2 separate regions of the Mus musculus genome follow, and region 1 is linked to region 2. A link is a contact called in public promoter capture Hi-C data. All regions are on one chromosome and are shown on one strand. Each heading gives the region's core, a stretch centred on a gene start, on an enhancer-like site or on the middle of the called end of the contact. The rest is flanking DNA. Distances are from core to core; before and after follow the strand shown.

The links. Promoter capture Hi-C pulls out the DNA fragments that hold promoters and counts their contacts.
Region 1: a contact with region 2 is called in a promoter capture Hi-C map of pre-B cells. The contact joins the promoter of Nkx2-1 here to the enhancer-like site in region 2. A contact is called at or near these places in 7 of 39 promoter capture datasets (the 3T3-L1 cell line, the C10 cell line, cranial neural crest and 4 more), 4 of 484 Hi-C or Micro-C datasets (the AML12 cell line, embryonic stem cells, nephron progenitors and 1 more), 5 of 115 datasets of contacts at active chromatin or transcription factors (embryonic brain, embryonic forebrain, embryonic midbrain and 2 more) and 2 of 9 other capture datasets (adipose tissue and liver).

What each region holds. Positions count from the first base shown.
Region 1 is chr12:56,534,629-56,539,471 of GRCm38.p6, reverse strand. It overlaps Nkx2-1 (NK2 homeobox 1), which reads left to right and starts at 2,564. Exons shown (of 3, transcript NM_009385.3): 1 at 2,564-3,163; 2 at 4,399-4,784. The coding sequence starts at 4,412. It overlaps Gm26973 (a long non-coding RNA gene), which reads right to left and starts at 2,282. Exons shown (of 6, transcript XR_872771.2): 1 at 1,966-2,282.
Region 2 is chr12:56,263,962-56,268,230 of GRCm38.p6, reverse strand. It overlaps Gm19990 (predicted gene, 19990), which reads right to left. Exons shown (of 4, transcript NR_045048.1): 4 at 1,850-2,789. It overlaps Gm46351 (a long non-coding RNA gene), which reads left to right. Exons shown (of 4, transcript XR_001780618.2): 3 at 2,181-2,286; 4 at 3,077-4,210. Among named protein-coding and RNA genes, the nearest start is that of Gm46351, 9.8 kb to the left of the region's middle. Within about 2 kb of position 2,945, at least 3 of the 459 cell types and tissues checked have an H3K27ac peak or open chromatin away from gene starts, as enhancers often do.

The DNA of each region.
Region 1 (4,843 bases), core at 1,315-3,814, 270 kb before region 2:
GTGTCCATGTGCATGTATGAAGGGATTTGCTCCAGGGGATGGTGGGAGCTCACATAATCAGAAAGTGGTAAAGCCAGGTCTCAGACACCAAGATTTCTGAGCTCTACTCCAGGGCATCTCCACCCCCCCCCCCAAGTCCCCCAGCACTAACCTAGCTAATCCAGGACACAAAACTTCACTGGGACACGCCCCCTTTCTCAATGCTTGTTACAAAGTAATTATACATCACTGCAGTGATCTAGTGCTAATATGGAAGCTTCAGGTGGAGACCGGCCATAGATAGGTCGTTAATGGCTAAATACTCTGACCTAGCCTACCAAATATCGGATACAGCATGGGTTCCAAGAGTAGTTGCTAAGTGAATCATGAATTGTAAGATAACATTTTGAACTTTGCAGCATTAGAAGAAGCACATCTAGTGCCCTTGGCAGATGTGAAGGGTTTCATGGGAGTTGGAAGTAAGCAAGCTGAGGTGTAGGTGGCAAGTGGTAGATCTGGTTTGGACATCCTCTCTCTAGCGTTCTACCAGTGAGCTTTCAAAGAGACACTGGAGGGGAAGAAGGAAGTGTCCCTCTGCTACACTGCTGCAAAGACTAATGGTTACTCTGCTCTTCTTCTGGTGAAGCCTGAGTCTCTGCAGCCCTTTGATTCCTAACTAGTGAGATTAAAGAGGACCCTTGGGGCTGAACCAGGGAATAACCTTATGAGGGCTGAGCTCTGTCCTGCTAGCCACAAGGCCAGTCTACTGACAGCGCAGGAGGCACCAGCCATGAGGGGTGGACTAGGTTTTTAAGAATTAATCCACAGCTACAAGAGGGGAAAAAAATATCTCTGGTTTAACCCGAGTGGGTCCTGTTCAAGATGAGTCAGAGAGGCAGCATGCTCTCTAGTCAGAAAGACTAACCTGGTGAGAATTCTCAAGATCTTTGCATGGATGAGTTCAGAGATAAATAGGTGGCTCCCCACCCACCCACCCAACACCCCCCCCAGGCCCCCAAAGGCTCTTGAGAATTCTGGCTTACTCTTGTGGATGTCAGTGCTCATGGGAAATAATCCAGAATGGTGGATGTTTATGAAGGGGCAGAAGTATGGGAAGTTCATTTGGTTCAAGTCACAGAGTGCAACAGAGCCCCTCACCCCCAGTTCTAGATGGGAGCTGTTGGCATTGGTGCCAGCAGGAGAAGTTTGAAGCTCAGTCCAGTTCCCCTCCCCTTCAGGGTAAAGCATGGGGGTTGCCAGGCATCACTCCCCTCGAACTCTGACTGAAGCTCAGCCCCTCACCTAGTGCTGTGCGGCTGGGGATGGGGGCCCCTAGTTACAGTAGGGCTAAGATGCAGCTTGTGTACATTCTCCCAAACTGGCCACCTGCTGGTGTTTTTGAAGGTCCGGGCTGCACGGCTCAGAGACTGTAGAAGATTGAACAAACCTTTCACTCCAGACTAACAGGCCCCCCGAAGAAGCAATGGATTTGATATTAACCACAGACACAGAAATATCGACCTTGTTAGTGAGCTTAATTTTCTTCCCTCAAAGCTTTGGGCGTGTTTTGATGTGCCTGATTTTGCTTAAATCTCACCAAAAAACCTTCTGAAGAATTACCTCCTTCTGTAAGTGGCACTAAAACCGGGAGAGACAAATGACACTCTACCCTTGGTGTTCCTATGACCACCAACAATTATAAAATAACGGGGTTAAATGGAGACGGAGGACCAGGGACTTCCTAAGACGATCCCGTTCCCAATGCTAGCAGATCTGGGTCGCGCCTTCAGACTAGGTCTGCATTATGCTTTGCCTGCCCTTTCTGCCGTTCACTTGATCTAGCGTGGCTTCCCCTCCCTGCACTCTCGACACTGTAGACCAAAGTGCTGTAGCTCATCTTGAGAGCGCCCCCCAGAGAAGTCCCTGGGAAAGGAGAGCGCAGAGCTCTGCTTTCCACTTGTCCTTAGCTACAGAGACACAACGCACCTGGCCGCTTAAAGTCGGGGTTCCCTGCTTCAAAGCCACCTCGGGGGCGGTTCGAAAATGCGGGCCCAGATGGGAGGCCCGCTGATGCCCAGAGCCTTCCTTCCCTTCACGATGGAGGTAGGTGGTGAGGAAAGCTAATGTTAGTTTAGTCGTCGGCTTTGTGTTGAGGGAGTAGAGAGCACTCTTCAAGGAGAGATCTTAAAAAGCAAATAAAACAACTTTCCATACTATAATTGCTATTAATGGAAAGGAGCCTACCCTGCTGAATTAAGTAGTTCAAAACTGCTTGTTCATTATCGGGAGCTCCCTCACTACAAGGAGGGGAAAGAAAATGTGAAAACAAAAACCAAAATCAAGAAGCCTCCTTGACTGGCCGCCGAAGTGTCTAGGAGGCACCTGCCGGGCCAGGAAGCACTCCGCCCTCCCAGCCTCTAGCGCTCCAAGAAAGCTCGAACAGCAGACAAGCAAAGCCAAAACAAAAACAAACAATAACGAAAACGCTTAAATTCCAAGGAGAAAAAAAAAAAAACGGAGGTGGTCTCCAAATCTGTGCCATGCAGGGCTTGGCTGGGTAACCCACTTAGCTGCTGATCCTGACCTGGTAACAGCAATGAGGCTGACGCCCCCGGGCCCGCTAGGGAGCACAGCCCACAGCTCCCCCTTGCCAGGCGCCCAAGGACCCTCAAGGCGCGGGGCTCACACTTGAAGCCTGGGAACGCTCAGACAGGAAACCCACTTCCTCCTAAGCAGTTTCTTCCTAGCCGGATGAGAGGCGCCCAATTGAAGCAGAATGATCCTCATCTACTAATATCCAGCGTGGCCACAAAGCGACCGGCCATTTACGCCGCCACTTTAGACAAAGATATTTGGTTATTCCCGGGGAAGCAAGTGCACTTTTGCATGGCTGAGCTCCGGGAGGAGGCGAGCCTCAGCCCAGCCTCCCGCCCGCTGGGCTGCGGGCGTCGAGATATTCGCCTCCTCCCGGACAACGAGTTCCACCCGGGTTCAGACTCAGTTCCACTCTGCAACGGATCTGCGGGCGCTCACGCGGCTCCCCGCCCGGGCTTTCACTGAAGCATCGGAAGGGAAAACTGCGGGGATCTGAGCTGGGGTGCTGGGACTGGGATGTCCTCGGAAAGACAGCATCAGCTTCTGAAGCCGAAGTATCCAGGCCATGGGCAAGGGTCAGGGGCACCAGGTTTGTTCGAGATGGGGCAACTTCCGTGGTGGACTCTCCTGTTAATCCCCCGCACCCTTAGCCTCGTAGCTCAGAGGGCCAGCGGTGTACTTGCCTGGGCCGGCAAAAGGGGTGGAGAAAGGGAGCGGCGGGGTGGGGTGGGCTGGGGGGGCTGGTCCGCTAGGGAGCCAGGAGCTTGGTGGGGGGTGGCGCGGGGATCGGTGACAGCCTCCCGGAGGCAGTCGTTCCCTTACTCAGCTCCCCCTCCGCCCGCTGGGATTCTCTCGGGTAAGGGGAAAGGGGGCGGGGAGCAGAGGTGTCCCTCTGACGGCGGCGGCAGAAGAAGCAGACAGACTGACAGACACATAGACCAACAGTGCAGCCCCAGGGTTCATCCCCAGACTCGCACACTCTTTTGGTGGTGACTGGGGCTCAGCGCAGCGAAGCCCGATGTGGTCCGGAGGCGGTGGGAAGGCGCGGGGCTGGGAGGCCGCAGCGGGAGGGAGGAGCAGCCCCGGCAGGCTCAGGTGAAATCCCGCTCCCTGCTCCTCAGCCCCCTTCTCCCCCAAAGGCCAGCCCCTGACCTCGGAACCCCGACCAAATTGGACCGCGGTTCCACTTTGTAACTCCCCAAGTTGGTTGCAAAGCAGTATTCACCTTCCGTTCTCCTTTCCATCCCTCCCCTTAGGTTATTCTCTACCCCACCTCTGGCCCTCCCGCTCTCGGTTCCCTCCTCCTTCCCCCCCCCCCGCCTTTTCCTCGCGCGCCACAGGCACCCCACAAAAATGGGGGTGGGGGTGTCCAAGGGAGGGGGAAAGTAATGCTTTGGTTCTCTCTCTCTCTCTCTCTCTCTCTCTCTCTCTCTCTCTCTCTCTCTCTCCCTCTCTCCTTCTTTCTCTCTTTGAGACCTAAAAATCTTGACAAGTGAAGCTTAAAGGTGTTTACCTTGTCATCAGCATGTAAGCTAATTATCTCGGGCAAGATGTAGGCTTCTATTGTCTTGTTGCTTTAGCGCTTATGCCCCGCCTCTGGTGGCTGCCTAAAACCTGGCGCCGGGCTAAAACAAACGCGAGGCAGCCCCCGAGCCTCCACTCAAGCCAATTAAGGCGGACTCGGTCCACTCCGTTACGTGTACATCCAACAAGATCGGCGTTAAGGTAACACCAGAATATTTGGCAAAGGGAGAAAAAAAAAGTAGCGAGGCTTCGCCTTCCCCCTCTCCCTTTTTTTTTTCCTCCTCTTCCTTCCTCCTCCAGCCGACGCCGAATCATGTCGATGAGTCCAAAGCACACGACTCCGTTCTCAGTGTCTGACATCTTGAGTCCCCTGGAGGAAAGCTACAAGAAAGTGGGCATGGAGGGCGGCGGCCTCGGGGCTCCGCTCGCAGCGTACAGACAGGGCCAGGCGGCCCCACCGGCCGCGGCCATGCAGCAGCACGCCGTGGGGCACCACGGCGCCGTCACCGCCGCCTACCACATGACGGCGGCGGGGGTGCCCCAGCTCTCGCACTCCGCCGTGGGGGGCTACTGCAACGGCAACCTGGGCAACATGAGCGAGCTGCCGCCTTACCAGGACACCATGCGGAACAGCGCTTCGGGCCCCGGATGGTACGGCGCCAACCCAGACCCGCGCTTCCCCGCCAGTAAGTGAGGCCGCCCCGCCGCGGGGCCGCGGGCTAAGCACCGGAGGCGCGGTCGGCGC
Region 2 (4,269 bases), core at 1,696-4,195:
CTTCTTGCATTTCGAATTTTCCCAACAAGTGAATAAAATGACCCTGTCCCAGTTCAATCTTAGAATTAGTAGGTTCTATGCAATGCAGGGTTGATGAAAGCTACCAGACCTCTTGTTGATGGCAATAGGGTGAGCTCACTGCATAGCTCATAGGAAACAATTGATGAGCCACAAGTTGATGGGAGAAATGAGGGCCAGTGGGAACTTCACGACAACAATCTCTGTCTCAAAGGACTTCTGGTCTATTTGGATAGTCAGAAAGCACTTACAAACACCAAGAAAACTCTGAGAACAACTTTTCAAGACATGCTGGCCCATTTAGTACCAGCTCAGAGAGGCCAATGAGCAACTCTAGAACTATAGGAAGTCAATTTTTTAAAAATTGCCTAGAGAGGAGGAGTTTTGAACAGAGTTTAACAATAGAAAATGATGGCGAAAGCTGAACAAAAGGAGAGGTGAAGGAATGGTTGCAAGACAGCTAAGTGGATAGAGCAAAATATCCACTCATGAACAGTGAAAAGGGAGGGTGGAGGGGTACGATAAGGCCCGTGTCATGGGGAAATCCTGAACACAGTCCTGGTTATGAAGAATCACGTGAAAACTATGCTTCTTTTTGGTTGGCTTTGGGTCAGCCGACTTGGACTTAACCTTGGCTTTTCAATGGCCATGTGACCTTACTCATCCCTAACTCTCACTTCTGCATCTTTGAGATAGGAAGAAGACAAATGCTAACTTAGCTGTCCCTAGCTCAGTCACACGGCTCCTAGGATCTCTAGCTCCATACCAGACAGACTGAAGCAAACACTCAGGGTGAGGTGGGGACAAATACTCTGATTTAACACTCCTGAGGTGATTCTAATGTCTGCTAAGATTTAAGAACCACTGTTATAGGGTAAGCATTAGGTAATTATAAGTCAAGGCAGTATCATCCATATATCAGTGAAGGCCTAGAACAAATTAAGTGGACAGGAATTTGGTAATAGAGGTGGTAGTGTAGTCACCTTGACTATGCAGATTAGGGATGTCAATTAGGCAATCTGGTATGATATATGCCACTCCACCATCACCAACATTAAGTCAGTTGGCTTGACTGTTCAGGTAGGTGCCTCTTTTCTCCTTAGCACTCATTATGTGCCCTTCCCAGAAATAGTCTCTTGGTGGAAGAGTTTGACCTTCTCTGTGGAGTAGGAGTGACCTTTGGTCAAGGATGCATGAGTAACTGTGCTCCTCTGCCAGAAACTCCAAAACAAACCCCTCAAAGTGGATGGGGAAGGTTCCATCCCGCCAGGCTACCCAATGGAACGGCCTATTTTCAAAAACAGTGAAAACTCATGGAGTCGCTTCACAAGTAAGCAAAGCAACACTTCTTTTCTAAAGTTGCTGAAATACAACTTCAGATTGTATATACTCATTATACCAAGTATCTGGCATAGTGATGGAGAAAAACAAAGTCTGGACAGAACTCCCAAATGAGATTCAGGCAAATCAATTGACTTCTGTTGGTGACTTAGCATAGATTTGCAGAATGCAAATAGATATGCAGAAAACAAGCTGAAAAGCAACAAGGTTCTTGACTTTTCACTGGTGGTTCAGGTTACCAGTCTAGCTCTGATATCCTCTAATGTCTGTGGTCAACTTGGAATGCAATTTTCATTAGGACTTTGGAAATCATGATTTTCCTGTTACTATGATGGGGGATAAAAGCTTAGGTCCCCTGCCTCGCCAGTTCCTTTGGGCAGTATTCCTTCAGTATAAATGAATAAATAAATACCTTAAAGTGGGATTTTACTCTGATTTGTGGATAAGGGATCAAGACAATAAAATATAGACCAATACTGTATCATTTTATGGTGTTTCTATCAGTTTATTTAAAAAAAATAGTTTCAAACCACTGCAATATCCCAGACCTAATGCTACCCTTTAAGGTATATTAATGAGATTGTCATATAACTATTTAAAAATATAATAAATGATGGCAAGAAGCATTGTGTGGACCTGTATATTGGAATTAGAACCAATTCTTGAGTTTGGGGAATGTTTCTCTGTATAAGTAAGCTAAATTTGAGGTCAATGGTAGGATGAATTCTACAATGGACTCCTGAGTTTGGCCCTTGGGCTTTGTGCTTGTGCAATCTGTCCCTTGGGTAGAGTAAGGCTCATGACTTGTTTCTCATTAACAGAACATACAATGGTGAGGTGAACTCGTAGCTGTAACCAGACTGCATGTACTCATTAGACCAAGTCACTGGCAATAGTGATGGAGAAAATCAGATTGGGAGAGATAAGGTAATATTGACACAACTTTGTGATTGTGTAAAGCTAATGGTGTGTGTTGTGTGTGGGGGGGAGGATAGTAACTCCTTCATTTCCATCTTTGATGTTTTTTGGAAAGAGAACACTCAAAGATGGCCAGATATTAGACAAGAAGCAAAGAGTTCTGTTTATGATTGTTGTCTGAGGTCTCCACAGGATGTCCAAAAGATGCCAAGAACTTCTGTGTAGTCCAGGGCTCAGAGAACTGCTCAGGCAGAGGACAATTATTTGAGGTGTTTTTTAGGGGATATAAACTCTCTTTTTTCCCTTAGGGAGAGAAGTAAAGGAAGAGAACAAATACTATCTGAATTTTGGGGAATCAGCTACAAAGATGCTTTTCTTGGGTGGCGCAGCTCGCTTCATCAGGAACATTATTTGGCCTGCTTGATCGGCTGGAGGCAGCTGGACTCTCTCCTCACACTTCCCTCATGGATCTCAGTGCTCAGAGCGCATAGTAGGCACTGGCCAAACAGTTCCTAGGGGAAAAAAAATGGAGTGAATAAATGTGGAGACTTATCCTTCAAGCACATAAATAAATAAGCCGAGTGCAGGATACCATCTCTTTAGGTAGAAGGCAAATATACAGCTACGTGACTAAAATAGTTCAAACGCCATTTCAGCAGTTTCTGCTGTAGAAATATGCTTGATCAAATGTTTAATCTCTCAGATTTGGAGCACTGATAACGAAGTGAGCCATTGGGGCCCCACATTACAATCAGAAGTTAATTATTGCTCATGCCTTTGGTGTTCCTCGTCGTTTCAGGTCCTTCAAGAAGGTGAACTCCCAGAGAAAAAGGGTCTTAGTGAAGACTGTTGACATCTTCAAAACCTGCATAATGAGCTCAGTGCATTTGTTACTGGACACTGACCCAGACTCACCAGCTGTTAGAGACTCTGGGTCTTTTAGGACTGACTCTTAAAATCCCTTGATGCCTCATTGGGTTTGAGAAGATAATAAATATAACCAGACGAGCTAACTGAATTCAGACCTCTTAGAAAACAAGTGTATGAAAACCCACCCAGAACCTGAAAACAAACAAACAAACAAACAAACAAACAAACAAACAAACAAACCACTTTGCCATTATGAATCATAATCCCCAAAGGACATGTTTGTATTGATTTTCTAGATGCTGTGATAAGGCACCACAAACCACACAGGTTAAATCTCTACATGTGTGCTCCCTCAGTTTCAGAGGCTGACAGTCCAACATAAGGTGTGAACAGCACTCTTACTCTAAAGTTAAGAGATACCTGTTCTTTGTCTAGATACTAGGAACTCTAGATAGTCCTCAACTCATGATTTACAGTATTCTTCTCTACCCATGGCCTCTCTCTCTCTCTCTACACACACACACACACACACACACACACACACACACACACCTATGTCTTCTTGTCTGTCTCTCACAAAGGCATCTGTCATTGGGTGCATATCCTACCTGGGAAATCCAGGTTGAGCTCTTCTGGACATTTGTCCCTTAATTAAATCTACAAAATCTATATTCAAAATTACATGGCATTCTGAGGTTCTAGATGGATTTAGCTCCCTGCCAGCATTCAGCCATTCAAATCCTCATACTAGCCCATAAGGTAAGTAAGCCCAAATATTTTTATATAAAAGATGTAGGGGGTAGAAGCTTGGATTTTTTTCAGAATGTATTAAGTAGTTGTCTAAAATAATGAAGACCTTGACTCTAAACTTATGTCTCCAAATAACCTAATCAGCTACTAAATAATAACCCACATGTTTGGGGGGACTCTAGTCCATGCTGTCATTAATGTTTAAAATAAGATAGAAGGTATAGTTGAGACTAACTCAGTTTGTAAATTCACCAGGTTGTATGACCCAGTCTGCCCAGTGGTCTGGAATGCCATATTGGGAGAATTATGTATGGCCAGAGAAAAGGCTTCTGGTGGCCCAGAGGAGGATAGGATTCGTATGATACCAAAGAA